Linked DNA regions of Mus musculus: all the other regions are linked to region 3. Evidence: chromatin contacts called from public Hi-C and HiChIP or PLAC-seq data. All regions are on one chromosome and are shown on one strand. Each heading gives the region's core, a stretch centred on a gene start, on an enhancer-like site or on the middle of the called end of the contact. The rest is flanking DNA. Distances are from core to core; before and after follow the strand shown.

The links. Hi-C and Micro-C count contacts between places; a contact is called where the count stands out from the background. HiChIP or PLAC-seq counts read pairs in DNA pulled down with a chosen protein or histone mark.
Region 1: a contact with region 3 is called in a Hi-C map of liver, with 2.0 times the contacts expected there. The contact joins the enhancer-like site here to the promoter of Tafa2 in region 3. A contact is called at or near these places in 6 of 39 promoter capture datasets (the HPC-7 cell line, embryonic stem cells, liver and 2 more), 1 of 484 Hi-C or Micro-C datasets (liver), 1 of 115 datasets of contacts at active chromatin or transcription factors (embryonic forebrain) and 1 of 9 other capture datasets (embryonic stem cells).
Region 2: a contact with region 3 is called in an H3K4me3 HiChIP or PLAC-seq map of neural tube, with 4 times the contacts expected there. The contact joins the enhancer-like site here to the promoter of Tafa2 in region 3. A contact is called at or near these places in 4 of 39 promoter capture datasets (embryonic stem cells, hippocampal neurons, liver and 1 more), 2 of 484 Hi-C or Micro-C datasets (gonadal supporting cells and myeloid progenitors) and 2 of 115 datasets of contacts at active chromatin or transcription factors (embryonic hindbrain and neural tube).

What each region holds. Positions count from the first base shown.
Region 1 is chr10:123,623,003-123,625,702 of GRCm38.p6, reverse strand. The region is part of intron 2 of Tafa2 (TAFA chemokine like family member 2); the gene reads right to left. Among named protein-coding and RNA genes, the nearest start is that of Gm40794, 88 kb to the right of the region's middle. Within about 2 kb of position 1,367, at least 2 of the 459 cell types and tissues checked have an H3K27ac peak or open chromatin away from gene starts, as enhancers often do. A contact at or near this core is called in liver, where this site is marked.
Region 2 is chr10:123,750,851-123,753,550 of GRCm38.p6, reverse strand. No RefSeq gene overlaps it. Among named protein-coding and RNA genes, the nearest start is that of Gm40794, 220 kb to the right of the region's middle. Within about 2 kb of position 1,385, at least 2 of the 459 cell types and tissues checked have an H3K27ac peak or open chromatin away from gene starts, as enhancers often do. A contact at or near this core is called in neural tube, where this site is marked.
Region 3 is chr10:123,262,717-123,265,416 of GRCm38.p6, reverse strand. Tafa2 (TAFA chemokine like family member 2) reads right to left here and starts at 1,341. Exons shown (of 5, transcript NM_001252387.1): 1 at 1-1,341.

The DNA of each region.
Region 1 (2,700 bases), core at 118-2,617, 360 kb before region 3:
ATCTTTTACCTCTAAACTTATCTAATTTAGAATTAACATCACTGATACATTTGAAGATAATTATAATCAACAGATTGGTATAAATCTTGCTCATTATTTATCAAAGTCACTGTAATTGCTTTTATTTTTCTTTTGCTCCAATTACCTCTAAGTTTACAAAAGTGAAAAATTATGTGGTACACTTTGGGGGTGAAAATTCTTGTTTCCACATTCTCAGCTTTTAACATCTCTCCTCACAAAAATAAAAATGAAGGTTGATCTTTGATCACATCATAACTCTCAGCCTATGGGTGCCAGCCAGGAAATGCCATGAAGGTAAAAGCTACTGAGCAGCAGTCTTAATAGGAGAGGTGCGCCCTTGATGCCCTTGGAGGGCACATTATGCATTCTGTAGGAAATCTACTACTGTTCCTTTAAATAAAATTAATTTTTTAAAAATCTTTTTAAGAACAAAGTGTATCACTTACATGTCTAAAACGCTATGTGTGGAATGTTTCAAGTCCAGGAATTCCTGCCTACTTCAGTAATTACTAATCAGATAGCTACTCTTTGCAAGACTGTATGCTAATGGGTGAAGACAACAGAGAACAAGGCAGATATGATTGCTACGTTCCTGAAACTCACATTCGAGTGGGGGAGAAAGAGAGAGTCAGTCGACAAACAAACATACCAATAAAAAGGCAATTATAATTTTAATAAGTATTATGAATAAGTGAGAAGCCGTACAAGAGCTTGTAATTAGGGTTCTTTTAGGAAATTACATTAGAGACAAGCACTGAAGGGAGGGAAACAATTAGCCACTGGAGGAGATGTCTGAGTGGACTGTGTGGCTCACGGAGCCTGGAGAGAAGCCTGTGATGCAGCAGCTGCTACAGGTAAGTCCAACCATCATCCGGGGCAGGACAATGTGGGGATGGGCAATTAATCCGAGGTGAGTCATTGGGAGAAGCTAAACCCAAGGGCTAAGAATCAGCGCCTCTGTGGCAGAAGAACAGCCATTAACAAGAAGAGGCTCAGTGTATACCCATGGCTCTGGGCTCTGCATGTGGTGGAAATTTCAGAATAGAAAATGAGTTTATTTCAAAGACACATGACACAGAGAAGCAGAGATAGAACAGGGGTCTGTGCTGTGTCTACGCTCTTCTAGCTTCTTCCCAAAATCCTAAAGCATGCTATTTTTAATTCAGTTCTGTGAAATAATATAGTATGCTTCAGATAAGCCCACCTTCCCCCAACCTTTGCTAACTATGAGTTGCTATCGCTTTCAATCCAAGCCAGGGTAATTTACACAAGCAGGTAAAAGGGCACAGCCACTCTAGAGAAAAGAACACATGTCAGCCGTCAGAACTGGCCAAAAAAACATTGGCAGAGCCCTTTAGAATCTCCAGAAAAGTTCTCTGGATAAGTCGAGTCCCTCTAGCCAGGGGAGAGCTGGGGTCATGTGGGTCTTTCAGGGTATGTGTAGAATGTGGGATTTGGGATTTAGGCCCAGAGCAATTTCATATTGATTCCACTGAAGCACAAACAGAAAAACAAACAGACAAAAAGGCAATTTTATGATGTAAACCATGGTGTTTTCCCAGGCATTTAAAAAAAAAAAAAACACTTTCAGTGAACATGTTGAACACTGATGATATGTGAAGTGCTGCAGAACTGTATCTGGCTAGAAAGCAGCATGGGAGGGGCCATAATTTGATTATCTGAACATATTAATTAGAAAATATATTTCCAATAATTCTGAAATAGTCTGAAATAGCAGAAAGTCTCCCTGTGACTTGGGGAAATACACATTTCACTTGATGACAATTGGGCTGATGGTATCTCATGAGGGGAGAACATGGACTCTCCTAAAGTTATGCAATACACACCTCTGGCCACTTAACAGAGCATTGTACAGCCTCAAATGTCTACACTGTCCCGGGTGAGAACTGCTGGCTTGGAGGGTCCAAGCAGCATGAAGGACAGCAGACACAAGTGGTTGAATTACAGAGAATGACTTCTCACAAGCTGGATCCTCCCATGTGATAACATGTGCCTGTGTCCCTGAGACAAAGAGGCAAGGTACATCACTTTCTTATCAGAAAGTTCAGTCTAGTTGGAGAGGCGGGAAAGAAAGAGCTCACAGAACAGCTCTGTATCCCTGAGAACACTGGCAGAATTTCCTCCCCAGTCTACTGTGGCTCGGCTTCTTGATCCTCCACTCCCCAGGCAATGTTTTAGCTTATGCCTATGAAATTCTAACCAAGACATTTAAGTCAGTCCTGGAAGGGAGAGAAAAATATCAGCCAAGCAGAGTGAGCCTAGAATTTAGGCAGAAGGAACTTAATACATGGAGACTGAGTGGCCTGAGACCATATAGAATAGAATACCCATGATGCTCATGTTCATAGATGGGGATGGTGCTGGAGAGCAAGTCTTGGCTGTCCAAAGCTGACCCCAGCACTCTGGTGGTCAACAAGACAGTGTTGTGACTTCCGATAGGACCAAGAGGCAAGCAGTGGCATTTTTAGGCTAATCCTGACTTAATATGCTTCAAGTCTATTTTTATATATGTGCCTGCAGTGCCTCAGCTCTGTATCTCACCGTGCCTGGATATTTATAGTGAGAGTGTGATAAATCAATGGTAATGTTATTTGGCATGTTTCACAACCAGTCAGCGTGACTGACATGGGGAATCAATCTAGCATATTTTAAAACTTC
Region 2 (2,700 bases), core at 136-2,635, 490 kb before region 3:
AAGAACCTACTCATGTGACTTTGATTATTTTCAAATCTATTTTTAACTTACCTGAAAATGTAATTTTCAATGAGTCTTTCCTGTTATCATGTTTGAACTTCAACCACTCCACTGAAATCTATCTCTCAAACAAGTCCCCACCCCCTACTTTCATGTCTTAACTTTCTATGTGTCACTGTCTAAGTGAATTCGCCCAAGCATGGGTGGGGAGTTACTTACTAGGACACAGGAAACTTATCAGCAGGTACAGCACTGAAGAAAATGACATCTTTCTCCCCCAGCCTGGTAGGACAGCTATGGGTTAAAATTAATGACCATCCCACTCAGACAGTTATGGGTTAACATTAATGACCATCCCACTGCCATAAGAAGCTTCAGAAACAAAAGCTGGGCACCACAGCTCTGACCTTTGGGAGTGAACATGGGCTCTGAGAAGGAGAGTTGACAACATGATCATTTGCCAAACCAATACTGCTAGATTCCCACCCCAAAAGGCCTGCTCTTCTCCTAAAGGGTGTTTTCTTGCATCCCTGCTTGCTCTGCTTACACTCTTTGTGGCTCACATCACTGATGTCCTGTCTGAATTCCTCTTGTTCAGAAATGCAAGAACTGAGTGCACAGCAGTGGGCAGGGCTGGAAGAAACCGAAGGCCTCTTGGGAACACCATCCTATGTTACAAGTCTGAGTCTGTATGATGCCACTGTCACAATCTGACTGCCAACAACGATACCCCAGAGAAACGTCTGCTGGGGATCATGATTCACACTACAGGGAGAGATGCCAAACATATTCAAGAATGTCCCTTCCTGACACTAGGGAATCAATTCTTAGTTATATATATATAAAATAATTACATTTCTTCATTTTGGGTTTAATTTATTTTAATTTAGATACATTCTTGTCTGCTCTGATCAGTTTCACTCCGGTAAAGAAACTTACATTTCCAAGATCTGTCTGTCCCTTTGTGGCTAACAGGATGAAATAGTTGTTAAGTAAGTGTATTGGTTGGGAAACTATTCAATGACAACAATAATTGCTCGTGATAACTCTGCTCCCTGCTTGAACTTGCTGGGCATGAATTATTTCACCGACATCTCACCACTTCTAAGTTAAGAGTCTATTACTCCTGTTTTAGGGATGAGCAACTGGGACTCTGGACCATGAATAACTAGACCAGGTGATGAACTTAAAGTGAGCCCTAGGTAGGTCTTTCCAACTGCAGATTTTCGTGTCCGTATCATGAGCTAAAAAGCATTTGCCTTTAAAGGTGTATGTCTTCTGTCAGAAAGATGAACTGGGATCCAGATGCCTCCTTCCTCCTGAAGAGCAGAAAAGCAGTCACAGCTCATTAATTAGCCTTTCAGAGTTGAAAGAAAAATGGTAATTCGAGACAACACCCCCTCTGGCCAGGAGGCTACTGAAGAGTTTGTTTCCAAATAGAATGTCTGTGCCTGTGCTCGGGATGGTGAAAATGATGTCCGTACCCACTGCATGAAAAGTCAGCCATCGCTGTTTCCAGTGAGCTGTTTACAGCAAGACCTTTCAGAATACAAATCCTCTATTATGCAGCACTTTCTACCAATAGCACAATTGTTCCGCTCCATATGTTCTTCCTCTAGGTGTCTAATGAGTTCCTACATATGAGAAATGACAAGAGAGTCTATCTAAGGAACCATTCCAGTAACAGTGGCATATGGAAACACTGTTTTCAAGCCCCTTGCCACAATTTCTAGGCAAAGCAGCAAGAAGATCTGGCAGAGATTACATTCGCCATTCCTGGCAGCTAAGTTTCACTGCCACACCTGCTGCAGGTCCCAGTCCTTCCTGTCAGGCTTAGGGCTGACCATGATGATGGGAGATGAACTGGATAAATCCCTTTTCTATTTCCCACCCCATCCTAAACATTTCTCTGACACCAAGTTCAATTCCATTATTCTGTGCCAAGAATCAGCATTGCCTTTGCAATCAGTGTATTTAATGAACACTACATCATCTTGAAAGCACTCTTGTGTTTCAGACTATTTGTAAAGGTCTGCTTGGTGATTTTGTCTCAGTTAAAACATTTCCAGATCTGTAGATCTTGCTTTTTTTGTTTGTTTGTTTGTGTTTGTTTCAACCTGATGGAGACACCTTGATGACTATTAGATTACGTGGTAGAAAGATATATAACATAGTGGTTTGAATGAGAATGGCCCCCTTGGGCTCAAGTATTTGAATGTTTGGTCACCAGGGAGTGGGAATGTTTGAAAGGCCTACAAGAATAGGAGATGTGGCCTTGTGGGATGGGCTTTGAGGTTTCAAGAGTCCTTAAATGGCCCAGTATTGAGAGCTCTCTCTTTCTCTCTCTCTGTCTCTCTCTCTCTGTCTCTGTCTCTCTAGCTCCCCACCCCCTTCCTCTGGTGCCTAAGGCCCAGGATATAGCTCACAGCTCTTACTTCAGTTCCTTGCTGTATGCCACCATGTTCTCCACCATGACAATGATAGAGTAAGCCTCTGAAAGTATAAGCAAGTCCCCAACTAAATGTTTTCTTTTATAAGAGTTGCCGGGGTCATGGTGTCTCTTTTTTCACTTCACAGTAATAAAACAGTGATTAAGACATGTTGTGAGAGGTGACATTTATGCCTCTCTCCTTTAAGGTAGTAGCAACTGTACAACAGTAGCATCCAGCATCTCCAGCATCTCCAGCATTTACCTACAGA
Region 3 (2,700 bases), core at 92-2,591:
ATAGGGACCTCAAGTCCGCCGGTGTGTGTTCGCAGAGGGCGAGCGAGTGTGAGTGCTGCCTCCTCCGAAGGCTAAAGGGGGGCTCGGCAGCGTCTTCACCTACAAGCTGGGGTCCCCCTTCCCCGAAGCAAAAGGAAGGTGCAGCGCGCGAGGTCGGTCCCCGGGCTCTGCTCTTTATCCCACAGTGTCAAAGTAATCGGAAGGGTCGTCGACCGAGGGGGAGAGCCAAAGTCTCCGCAGCCCCCGGCGGCGCCCGCGGTCGCCCGCTGTCCCCGGCGATGCGCTGCGCGCGGTGGTGCGCTCGGCTCCCGCGACTGCGAGGATCCAGGCGGGCTCCAGCCACCGCCGCTCTTATTCCATCTCCGGTTTGTTTGCTTTGAGCGGCGAGCGAGGACTTTTCCTCTCGCCCCGCGTCGGCTCTCCCTTGCACACAAACGCGCGCGCTCACACGTTCCCCCTCTCCCGCCCTCCCCCGGGTTCTCTAGGGAAAGGCAATTGGACGCGGTGATTCACCTTCAGCAGAGCAGCCTCCGCCGCCGAGCACACTCCTCGAGTTCCCCGGCTCTCCCAGGTCTGCAGGCTCCCGGTGTGGAGCGGTTCTGAGCAGGCTCGCGGGCTGTGCGCTCGGCCGGCGTCCTCCCCGGGAGACGCCTGCGTTCCCGCAGCTCGCACTCGGGTCCCGCGGGTGCCCTCTCGGACACCTGGGCGCCGTCGAGTCGCGTCCACTTAGCAGCAACTCCCGGCCAGCTGCAGCCCCTCGATCGCGCCTCCAAGTGCAGCCGGTAGAGCTCCTCGCATCCCACCCGCCGCCACTCTCCGCATCGTGTGCTCCAAGGGAGGGAACCCCTCTGCTGTCCCCCCAAGTCACGAGCGCGCCGGCACCTTCACCACCTTGGAGGTGCGAGTTCCAGCAGCAGACACAAGCGAGCAGGTGTCGCCTGTGTCACTTCGCCAAAGGCGGGAGTGAGAAAGAACGGAACAAGGGGAGGGGCCCGAGGAAACAAATCCAGATCACCAGAAGAAAAAAAAAAAAAAAGCCAAAAAATAAAATAAAATAAAATAATTTTAAAAAGCAATCAAAGCTTCTCCCTCTCTGAGTCCCACCACAAGCTCTGTACTGTTAAAATACACTAAAGATAATGTTCGAAAGTCACCCCAACGGGCAGAGCCCTGCTAGTCCACCCTAGACCCCTGTTCCACTCAGCGGGCTGGCCGTTGGGAGCGACTGGCCCCACTGTACAAAGCACAGAGAAGGCAGGCAAAGATGGGTTCTGACACTCCAGGCTGAGTTAAGCAGTAAAATGGGACGGCTGGACCGGGAGGCTTTGACTCCCTCTGTCTCCCTCCCAATTCTGTCAGCAGTGGCTGCAGATGCTGAGAGCAAACCACCTTCCTGCAGAAAGAAAAAAAAAAAAAAAAAAGTATAAGACAGCAAACGTTGCAAATGCTGGACTATGTCTCCCTCTAGCGGTAAATCTGGATTAGAACGCTTTGCCGGCTGTCACGGAGACTCATAATTTTTCTTCCAAAAAAATAAACAAGAATTTTCTTACACTATCCGATTTAAGAGGATTTTGAATTTCTACAACTAACAAATTCTGACAGAGTCAAAGTTAAGGGGGTTTTAACACAATCCCATGATAGCATATTCATTGCTAAAGGAATATCCTAACTTTACAGAGATTTCAGAGACAGATCCTAGAAGGTCATGTCCTTAAGGTTTGGCCAAATTGGGTCCTGGTTTAAGCGGTGTACATAAGATCTTCCAAGAAAGGACTTCTTAGACTCAGCTCATTTTGATCGTGCTTATGAATGAGAAAACATTTAAGCTAGTGGTTAGGATAGTACGAAAAATGAGTAAGACTTAGACACAATGAGAGAAAATGTCGACTCTGGAACGCTTACTCAGGGATCTTGTCTGTAACTGACTCCTCTCTCGTTCCACTAGGTTAATTTTTCAAACTAGCTAAATTCTCCCCAGGTCTAAGTAGTTGTGTTTCCCCAGCCCTGAGTCATTGAAAGATTAGCATAATTCTTTCCACCATCTATAAACTACCACTTATTACCATAGTTACTAAGAACTAAGGAATATGTTTTAGCTGGTGATTTTATGGTAACATAATTTAGCCTTATTTTCTATCTAAAGGGTTTTATGTAGTTGATTTGGGAGGGCTATTTTAACAAAGCATTCCTGCAAATTTTATTAAAAAGATTTGTTACGTCAGACACAACTAAGCTAGGCACACCTGTAACTTTGCTGTTTAGAGTTTGTGAACATTGTCATTTAGTGGGAGGTGTGCCTTAGGCATTTGTGTGCTTTTAAATAGAAAATATGTATCAAGGTCATGATTAAACAGTTTTCTATTCATTTTGAATTTTTTATTTATTCTTTTCTAACTTGATCATTGTACTTAGTCTACTCTTTAAAAAAGGCAATAATTTACTTTTTCAATTGGGAGTAACTGAAGCAATTTCAAATAAAAATCCAAAACAAAATAATATAGGGTTTTGAATTTTAATCGATTGTATCTGGTAGGTTTGTGAGACTCCGGGGCATGGCAATCATTGTGCACAACATATCTTCAAATGACCTCTTTCAAAAGACCAGTGTCTCGTATGATTAAAGACTTTTATTTTATCACAATTACATGGTAACTCATTTCCTGGGGGAACAAGGTTTTTTGTTGTTGTTTTTTTTTT